2 separate regions of the Mus musculus genome follow, and region 2 is linked to region 1. The links are chromatin contacts, called in public HiChIP or PLAC-seq maps. All regions are on one chromosome and are shown on one strand. The core of a region is the stretch at or near the end of the contact, and the rest is flanking DNA. Distances in the headings are between cores, read along the strand shown.

Region 1 (5,103 bases), core at 1,763-4,262:
GTGAAATGGGGCTGCATCGGCCTGGGAGGAAAAAGGACTGCTTCCTTTTTATGCTGTTTATTTTTCTGTTTCTTCTTGAAAGCCTGGTTAACTGTTCCTATTTCCCCATTTCAAAGGGCCAAAGAAAAGGATAGGGAAGAGATTGAATTGGGGTGAAGGAGAAATAGCAGATAGATAGCAATATGAAAGAAGTTGTGACAGTTATCTGTGTTCTTCATTGCTCATGGTATGGTTACAGATGATAAATATTTGCTTAAATAATCTGGGTAAAAGATTTGGCATAGTTGACATAGGTATCTCCTAGTTACTGAGGAAAAGGGAATTTTACTTCTAGAAACTAATTTTTTGCACTAGGAGTGTAGCTCAATAGTATAACACTTGCCAAGCATCTACAAGGCTTAGGGTTCAATCTTCAGCACTGAAAATAAAGATAAAACCCAAATCCTAGAAATTAACTTCTGAAGTTATTGCTATTCTTTAAAGACTAGGGACTTATTTTATTGTTCAATAAACACTTATTCGGCTGAGCATGGTGGCACACACCTTTAGTTCCAGCATCAGGATGTAGAGGCAGACAGATTACTGTGAGTTCAAGGTCAGCCTGGTTTACATAGTGAGCTCCAGGCCAGCCAAGGCTGCGTAGTAAGATCCAGCCTCTAAATAATAAATATGCATTTGCTAAAAACTATTTCTGGCCAGGCATGGTGTCGCATTCCTTTAATGGTAGCACTTGGGAGGAAAGAGGAAGCAAGAGAATCTTTGTGAGTTGAAGCCAGCCTGGCCTATGTAGCAAGTTTCAGGATATTTAAGACTAAAATAGAGAGACCCTGCCTCCAAAGCAAACAAACATTTTACCAAGATAGGAAAAATTTTAAGTTTGAAGCCAATCTAGGTACAGAGTGAGATGCTATTATAAAAATAAAATGAAATGCTGGTCAACCAAGTGAGTGAATAAATTAAGTCCATACTATGGTGAGATAATGCTAAGACAATATTCTTGAAATATTCTACAGGCCCGGCATCTTATTGAAGAGCAGAATGTTATTTCTGTCATTACTGAAACGCTGCTAGAAGTTTTACCTGAATACTTGGACAGGAACAATAAATTCAACTTCCAGGGTTATAGCCAGGACAAACTGGGAAGAGTCTACGCAGTTATATGTGACCTAAAGTAAGTGGTTGGAGTTCAAAGGTGAGGGCACTGCTAGACAGTGTGCTTACTTGCTCTGTCGTCTAAGTAGACATTTGATCCTCTTGCTTGACTAGGATTCTCTTTACCCTGATGGCAGGCACAAGCAATTGTAATTGCCATATGCTAATGCAGTTGGCTCTGCATCCCGGGACTCAGCCTACAACTCAGAAGTAATAAAAGATGATCGGTTCTGTACTGAACTTGTGCAGTTTTTTTCCTTGATTTATTTCAAAACACTGTAGTCTAACAGCTGTCTATAGAACATTTGCTTTGTATAGGTATTAAATTGCCTGTGATGTATATGGGTTACTTGCAAATACTTTATTGTTTTAAGTATCTAGGGAATGGAGTCAGTCTCCCATGAGTAACACAAGACTTCTGTAAATGTCTTCAGCAAAGTCTTACTGAGTATAACCCAATGGCATAAAGATGGCGCTGAGGACTGAGGACAGGCCCGTCACTGCATGTGGGTCACCGTGCAGCTCCACACTGTAACTTCCACGCTTTGCACTTGCCCTTCACTTACACACTTCATGACTTTGTCCCCCTCATATACTCTTAGTGTCTAATAATCTGTTTATTTTTCTTTTTACTTTCCTTTTCACCTATATACCAGCCTTTTGATACTCATCAGAGTTCCCTTAATTAAATTTTTCTCCCTGAAGATGACTGAGAATTTTGTTTTAAACTAAAATTTGGGGCTGCTGGGATGGTTTAGTGGTCAAGAACATTGACTGCTCTTTCAGAGGTCCTGAGTTGAATTCCCAGCAATGGTATGGTAGCTTATGACCATCTATAAAAGGATGTGATGCCCTCTTCTGGCATGCAGACAGAGCAGTCATACATTCAATAAAACAAACAAACTAAAATTTGCAGGATAGAGAGATCATTCAGTGTTTACGGGCACATACTAATCTTGCAGAAGATCTGGGTTCAGTTCCTACTACCCACATCAGGTGACTCAAAACCATCTTTAACTCCAGCTCCAGGGATCTCACTGTCTCTCTGGTCTTTACAGGCAGTTGCAGACATGTGTGCAAACACATGCACACTCACCCAATACACATTGAAAAATAATTTTAAAAAATCTTAAACTAAAATTAGAATCACATAATAGAACTGTTCTGATCATTAAAATAAATTTTCATTTACTTTAGAAATGGTGAATGTTATAAAAATTCTGATAGATCAACTATTTAATAAATCATGGACATCAAAGAACTTCTTTTAGCATATATTAGAATAAAATATGTACTTAGTTTGCTGTTTTTAAAAAAGCCCTAAGATGGGGCTGGAGAAATGGCTCAGCAATTAAGGGCATTTGTTTCTCTTGCAAGGAACCCAAGCTTGGTTTCCAGCACCCACACATCATGCAATCGGAACTCCAGCTCCATGGCCTCCACAGCCACACACACACAATTTTTTTAATGCTCCCAGTCACATATGACTGGAAACAAGTTTTACCTACTTCTAATGCCTGTGCATAATAAGGAAGGTAAACGTTGTTGGTTGGCTTTTTAAAAACATTCTCAATCTCTCCATTTTACCAATGAAAACTCAGGAGTCAAAATCTGGGGTAAAAGCCTGCTAGCTCAGAAAGGCAGAGAAAGCAGCCAGCTCACCTTCCTCCTCAGCTGATACCAGAACTAATATCTCCTCTCAGGCCCTCTCTAAAAAGTTCCTTCAAGCTGAACTACCCTCCCTTCTATTTCCTGTGCATCTCTCTATCGGTCCTTTTGACCTCCCCTTACTTTCTATGGTTTTTCTTATTAATCCTATGTTCACTTCCTGTCATCTGGTTGTTTGCTCCACCTCTTGACCTATGGTTGACTTTTTAGTCCTGTGTACAACATTCAAAGAGGAAGCTCTTGGATTAAAGGTGTGAGCTAAGGTTGAGCCACACCACAACTGAAAACAGGTTTTTCTTGTAAACAGTCTTAGAGTTCACAATATGATCAAATATCCCGCAACCGTAAAGAAATGGGCTTCTAGTCCAACTTAAAAATAATTTAGTCTGTTTAAAAAGTGGGGTGAGGAGTTTAGTAGTTAAGTAGATTCAGTAGTTGAGTGTTTGCCTAAAATACCCAAAGCCCTGGGTTTGATTCTCAGCCCTGGAAAAAATAAATGAACAGATTTCTGGAAACTACAGTAGATTCTTGATATTACCAATTCTTGATTTTCAAGATTATCTCAAAATCTTTTATTTCAAAATGTCATTGTGTCTACAAGTTTTTTTCTTTAGAGTTTACTAAATTGTTAAATTTAGGAAATCACACCTCTAATATAAATACTGAAGGTGGGTAAGCCCAGTAGTGATTAGCATGGCCATTCGGATCTGTTCCTTTGTCAAACTGTATGTAAGTCACATTGTTCAGAATAGAACTTCCTAGTGGTTGTATTTGAAATGTCCGTGTTGATTCATTGATGAGCCATGGTCTACCTCACAGGGTAAAATGTAGTCACTGCAATAGTCTCATAACTGAGTTATTTTAGACAAAACTAACACAGCTTAAATAACCTGCTCAAAAACACGGGTCACTCTCAAACGGGCGCTGTGAAATGTGTTAGTAGTTCTCATGTGGTAAAGAACTTGGCTTATATTAACTTTATTTGAATATTGCAGCATTCTTATAAAGTAGGTAATCGTGACTTGTAGGTTACAGAGCTCCTGCGTGGTGGACCTGGAGTTTCAGCCTGTCTGTTATTTATCTGTACTGCTCGTAGTCCTTTTAGGACATCATGTATCCCCACAGAGGGCATAGAAAACAACAATGAAACCTGTTCTGAAACCAAAACAGTACTCAGAAATGGAGTTTAAGAAATAGTCACGAAGCCCTGTTTTCTGCTTCTTAATATACATTCTGCAGTTATGCCTTATTTTCTATATATGTGTTAATTCAGTTTTTCACAAAAGCTGCTTTTAAATCAGTAATTGCTACAAATACTGACGTATCTATAAGTTCTTTTAGGTCTCTGCAGTCTAGCCACTTACTGTACTTACCTGACTACACCTAAATATAAAGCAAACCCCTTGGGGTGTGTGTGTGTGTGTGTGTGTGTGTGTGTGTGTGTGTGTGTGTGTGTGTGTGGTGCTCTGTTGACATTGCCTAAGGGAAGTTTAGCTCTCTAAGAGTGAATCCCAGTTCTGAGTAGCCTTTTCTGAGCACTAGCAAACTTCTTGAAATCTTGTCCCTTTTGTGGCTTTCCTTATTTGGCTCTAGCTCCCCTTGTCCATTTAGAAAAAAACAATTCAATTGTTATTTGACATGAAGAAGCAGACAGCAATCATAGCTGCAAAGTCTTTTCTGAATTAATGTTCCTTTCTGCTGAACCCGGAGAATCATTTGTATGTCATGAAGTGAGCATAGTCCCCCAACCGCAATGCACCCAGTAAGGTCTCACAGGGAGGGACTAACACCTGTTTTGTTCTAAAGGACAAACCCCAGTTTGATTTTGTCACTCAAGTCTGGAAGGTATCTGATGGGGTATGTGGCTTCCTAATTTCTAACTTATATAGAAATAGAAAGTCGCCAGGCGTGGTGGCACATGCCTTCAATCCCAGCACTTGGGAGGCAGAGGCAAGCAAATTTCTGAGTTCGAGGCCAGCCTGGTCTACAGAGTGAGTTCCAGGACAGCCAAGGCTATACAGAGAAACCCTGTCTCGAAAAACAAAAACAAAACAACAACAACAACAAAAAGAAATAGAAAGTCGAAATTTTTTATTTAAACTTTGCTTCTATTAAGGAATGTTCCTTTTATTATTTTAACTGGTTTCTGTGTCCCATTTCTGGAAAGTGTAGCAGATCAAAACAAGTCACCCCATCCTTTCCTTTCGCTGTTATTTTTGCTACCTGTCCGTCTTGCTGTAGACCCTTTTCTTTTCCATTTCCTTCTCTTGCCCCTTGCATCCT
Region 2 (5,103 bases), core at 1,827-4,326, 38 kb before region 1:
TCTATACAACCGTAACAAGTGCTTCTACACAGAGTCTCTAGTCAGGCTGGCCTGGAACTCCCTCTGCCAGAGAGAATGACCTTGAATCTGTTTGTGGTACTCTTGCCTCTACCTCAGGAATGCTGCCACATCCAGTATGCAGTTTTAGGGACCAAGCCAAATGACTCATGCATACTAGGCAAGCACTCTACCAACTAAGCTATAATCTCAGTACTATGGCCTTTGACAAATACACAGTTATATATTTAAGACCACAATCAAAATAGCAGTTCAATCATATCCCAAATCTTTAAAGTCAGTTTCTCCTTCTATTTCTACCTCTGGCAACCACAACCTGTCTTTCTGCCTATAGTTTTTATCTTTTCTTGAATGTCATATAAATGGAATCATACAACAGGAAAATGTAGATGGAGTTTCTTTTTTTTTTAACACATATAGGGGTGTTTCTATTTTATTTATTTATTTTACCCATTTTAAACATTTTCCCACAAGAATTTCTGAAGAACACTTTCTCCCATGTAAAGAAGAAAACACTATATCAACTTTCACTGGAAAGGCCAACAATGACATCTCCATCTCAATGTTCTTTGTTTTTTGTTTTTTTTTTTTTTTTGTTTTGTTTTGTTTTTTGAGACAGGGGCTTTGCTATGCAGCCTAGCTGACCTGGAACTAGTCTGGCCCCAAACTCACAGAGCTCTACCTGTCTCTGATGTCTTAATATCGTATTTTATAGCTGCACATAAGAGATTTGGCCTTCACTATGTCCAAATTTATGTTACAATTTTCCATTTTATAACTCTATAATCTAAACTAGAAAAATCTATATTTTTGAAGGAAGCTATATTCTATTCTGCTCTTGGCAGATTTACCATGATTTCCTTTGATATCCAGCCACTTGGTTTTTTCCATGACTCTTGTCTTTTTCAGAATTCTCTGGTAAGTTTGCCATTCTACTTCATGTTGTCTGGATCCCAAGTGTTCCTTTGTTTTGGCATCTGTCAGGTCTCCTGTGGGTTTACACAGAATGGACTTGAAATGTAAAATAAACTCCAGGGGACTCAAACAAGCATGTTCAACACAAATTTGTAAACTATTCAGCACGAATACAAAAATCAATTGAGTCCACATATGTCCAAAGCAAACCATTTAAGCCATTTAAACTAACAAGATTATCTCAGCAAGGGTATTGTTATTATAGGTTAACAAGTGTTTGTGTAGTCTATAGCGATATTAGGAGTGAGTTGTGGGGGGAGGGGAATGACTTAAAGAGCCCACTACAATGGCCTAGAGAGATGGCTGCTCTTCCTGAGGTCCTGAGTTCAATTCCCTATAACCACATAATGACTCACAACAATTTATAATGAGATCTAGTGCCCTCTTCTGGCATGCAGGCAGAACATGATATACATAATAAGGAGAGAGAGAGAGAGAGAGAGAGAGAGAGAGAGAGAGAGAGAGAGAGAGAGAGAGAGAGAGAGAGAGAGAGAGAGAGAGAGAGAGAGAGAGAGAGAGAGGGAGAGAGGGAGAGGGAGAGAGAGAAAAGAGACACAGTACAAAATTCAATGAAACTCCTTTGTGTGATGTTGCAACATTGTAGCAAGTGCCTATTACCTATTGCAACAGTTGTTTTCCAACCCCTAAACCAGGATTTATGCTGTGACCAAGCATTATTTCAGAGCAAAAAACAATCTAGTTTGACCAATGAAATGCTAAAGTTTCTAGGAAGTAAACAGAACACCTGAAGCAGGGACTTATTCATTATCTGAGGACAGATACTTCATCTTAGTAAGAGACATGTTTCAGAAGGGTGAGTGACAGCCGAGCCACCCAAAAAACAGAACACAGAACACAACTCTTTGGAGCTTTTCCTACCCAACCTTTGGGCTCACACGTGCACAGGTTTGAAGAGTCCTCAAACAACTGAAAACATAACCTCCTTGTACAGAAAAATATAAGTCAGCAAAGGAGAGCTTTTGATTCCCGGTTATAGGGCACCCCCTAATATTCAAATTCATCAGGACATCATCACCATCAATACACGCGCACGTGCGCACACACCCACACATAAACACACACACACACAACACAAATATGGCAGACAACATCTGGTCGTAAGCATCACAAGCCTTATTCCTACTGAGAAAAACCTTGAGATGGCAAAGCATTTAGCCTGGATCCTGACTCCATTATCCACCACTTCAAAGGGCTCACTGACGGTCTAGGGCCAGAGTTGCCAACACCCTCAAGCGAATAGCTGCTGCCCATTCTACCATCAGGACCATAGAACACCACCACCGCACCGCACACAGCACAGGAATCCTTCCTACCAGTGGCCAGGACAAGAGCCGGTTGAATGATGTCAATAGTTTCCGAACAGAACTTCTCTAAGGCCAGCGCTCTGCCTGGATCTTGAAATCTGCTCAGGTGAATGTCGGATATCTGTCAAAAGCAGGCATTGGACAGACACGTTATCTGAGTCAGGAAGAGCCGCACCGACACGGGTGGCCCGTCAGCTCTCGGGGAGCGGAAGGGAAAGAAAAAGATGCCCTAACGAACCCCGGGGAAGGAGAGCCGAGCCTCCCGGCGGACTGCGACCGAGGCCCCCTGCTGGGCGAGCCCGCCCCGCGCTGTGCCCTCCCCTGGCCTCCCGCCACTTCACCTGCAGCCCCCAGAAGATGTTGTTGGCTTCCGAGCCCGGGGCGGGGTGCGGCCTCTGGGAGCCTCTGGGCTTCGGCAGCGGCGTAGTCGGCCCAGCCAGGCCGTAGTGCTCCAACAGCAGGGCGGCCACCGCGGCCGCCGCCAGCCCTGCCACCACCCGGACCGCCAGCATTCTCGCCATCTCGGCGCAGCCCCGGAGCGCTCCGGCCCGCACTTCCGGCCTCTGTGGCCTCCCGCCGCCTCCGCAACTCGCCTCAGCCCAGGCCTCCGCGCCGCGGCAGCCCGGTTGCCCGGCGTTTGACAACCTAGTGAGGACCAGGAAGAGCCAAGCGAGGGGGTGGCAGGGAGGCAGCTCGCCACCTGGCTCCACCAGGGTCTGGCATCCCTGACCGTGGTGCGACCTCAGCACCTGTAAAGCGAAGTTAATGACACCTTGCGTGCGTGCGGGGTGCTTGTGAGAATCAAAGTGAGTATCAGGACGCCTCTTAAAGTACAAATGCGACGGGCGGCTCACTCTGGCTCCTTCACGAATAACATAACCCCACAGGATTCCTTATCTTGTGGAAATTATCTTTTTCCTTAATCTGATTTTATATGTACTTGTTATGGTATTGTGGCACTGTAGTATACTTGTAAATTAACTTTTTCTATTGCCTGAAGCAGAATTAGAGTCTAGTCGTGGCCTTAATTTATCAAACCTACTTCTTTATTGTTGGCTTTCAACTCTTTAATATGTGTTGCTATTAAGAATAAACATTTTTATACAAATCGTGCTTTAAACAATATTTCCTTGGGATATATTGTCAGTGTTGTAATTTTTCAATCAGTTCAACATCTCTGGACTGTAATAAGCCATTGATGCAAACAGAAAACATAAGGGAGCATTTCCAGTGTGGTTCCCAGCACCTACATTAGAAGGCTTCTGACCACAAGCGCCAGGGAATACAACGCCCCCTTCTGTTCTCTATAGAGAATGCACTGGGTTGCATAAACCCACTTTCAGACACACATATAATTAGTACAAAAATAAAATATTTTTAGGTGGGTGTGATGGCACACACTTTTAATGCCAGCATTTGGGAAACAAACGCAGGAAGATTTCTGTGAGTTCGAGGCCAGCTTGGTCTACATAATGAGTTTCAGGACAGCTGGGACTATGTAGAGAGACCCTATCCCCCCAAAAAATTAATTACAATTTTTAAAAAGATTTACATGTTGATTTTATGTATGTGAGTACACAGTCACCCTCTTCAGACTCACCAGAAGAGGGCATCCGATCCCATTACAGATGGTTGTGAGCCACCATGTGGTTATGGGAATTGAACTCAGGATCTCTGGAAGGGCAGTCAGGGCTCTTAACTGCTGAGCCATCTCTCCAGCCCCTACAAAATATTTTTTAGAATCTTTATTGTTATCATATGGGTATGAGTATCTTGCCTGCATGTATGTCTGTGTACCATGTGTGTGAATTGCCCATGGAGGACAGAAGAGGGCACTGAATCCCTTCGCACTGGAGTTGCAGACTGTTGTGAAGGACTATGTAAGTGCTGAGAGCGGAATCTCAATCCTCTGTAAGAGCCACAAGTACTCTTAACCACTGAGGCACTTCTTCAGCCCTTAAAAATAAAATGTTAAAAAAATTTAACTGTAAAAGGAAAATAAAGATACTAGAAACAATTCACAATACAAACCTTTAAAATAAGCCAAGCTTAGTGGCTCAAGCCTTTAATTCAGCACATGGAGACAGAGACAGGATGATCTCTGAGTTAGAGGCCAGTCAAGGCTACATAATGAGATTCTGTCTCAAATAAAACAAAATTTTAAAAATCTTTAAAATGACACACACAACAGAATATCATACAATAACTAAAGTAAATTTGAAGAAAAATGTATGGGGTAAAAGTGTGTTAATAACAGGCTAATAAACTTCCTAAGATTTATAGTATGACACACTTAAGGCCAAGGACAGACCAATGCAAGAGCATAGAAGTGTAAGACTATATAGTATGTTTGTGGGAAATGTGAATAAACTTTAAGGTCAGAGATAACAATGGAGGTTAGGCTGACAAAAACATTTCAGGGTAGATTTCAGAAGAGATTTGTGTGGCATGCAAATTAAATTTCATACAATATACGTAGTATACATAGATAAGAGAGTCTCACAGCAATATATATAAGAAAGTTTCTTGAGATAAAAGTGGTGCCATGGGTGGAGAGGTGGCTCAGCGGTTAAGAGCACTGACTGCTCTCCTGAAGGTCCTGAGTTCAAATCCCAGAAACCACATGGTGGCTCATAACCATCCATAATGAGATCTGACACCCTCTTCTGCTGTGTCTGAAGACAGCTACAGTGTACTTACATAAAATAATAAATAATTTTTAAAAAGTGGTGCCATACAGCTATAATCCCAACTTGCAAGTTTGAGATATGATTTGAATTGCACC

What was found. HiChIP or PLAC-seq counts read pairs in DNA pulled down with a chosen protein or histone mark.
Region 2: a CTCF HiChIP or PLAC-seq map of CD8 T cells shows a contact between it and region 1, with 7 read pairs. The contact joins the promoter of Tmem62 here to the enhancer-like site in region 1. A contact is called at or near these places in 1 of 39 promoter capture datasets (macrophages), 1 of 15 datasets of contacts at CTCF or cohesin (CD8 T cells), 6 of 115 datasets of contacts at active chromatin or transcription factors (CD8 T cells, the SCID.adh cell line, bone marrow-derived macrophages and 1 more) and 3 of 9 other capture datasets (adipose tissue, liver and pancreatic islet).

Annotation. Positions count from the first base shown.
Region 1 is chr2:120,937,035-120,942,137 of GRCm38.p6, reverse strand. Ubr1 (ubiquitin protein ligase E3 component n-recognin 1) reads left to right here. Exons shown (of 47, transcript NM_009461.2): 12 at 1,014-1,171. Among named protein-coding and RNA genes, the nearest start is that of Ubr1, 31 kb to the left of the region's middle. Within about 2 kb of position 3,012, at least 6 of the 459 cell types and tissues checked have an H3K27ac peak or open chromatin away from gene starts, as enhancers often do. A contact at or near this core is called in CD8 T cells, where this site is marked.
Region 2 is chr2:120,975,035-120,980,137 of GRCm38.p6, reverse strand. It overlaps Tmem62 (transmembrane protein 62), which reads right to left and starts at 3,076. Exons shown (of 14, transcript NM_175285.3): 1 at 2,660-3,076; 2 at 2,328-2,439; 3 at 870-1,007. The coding sequence starts at 2,839.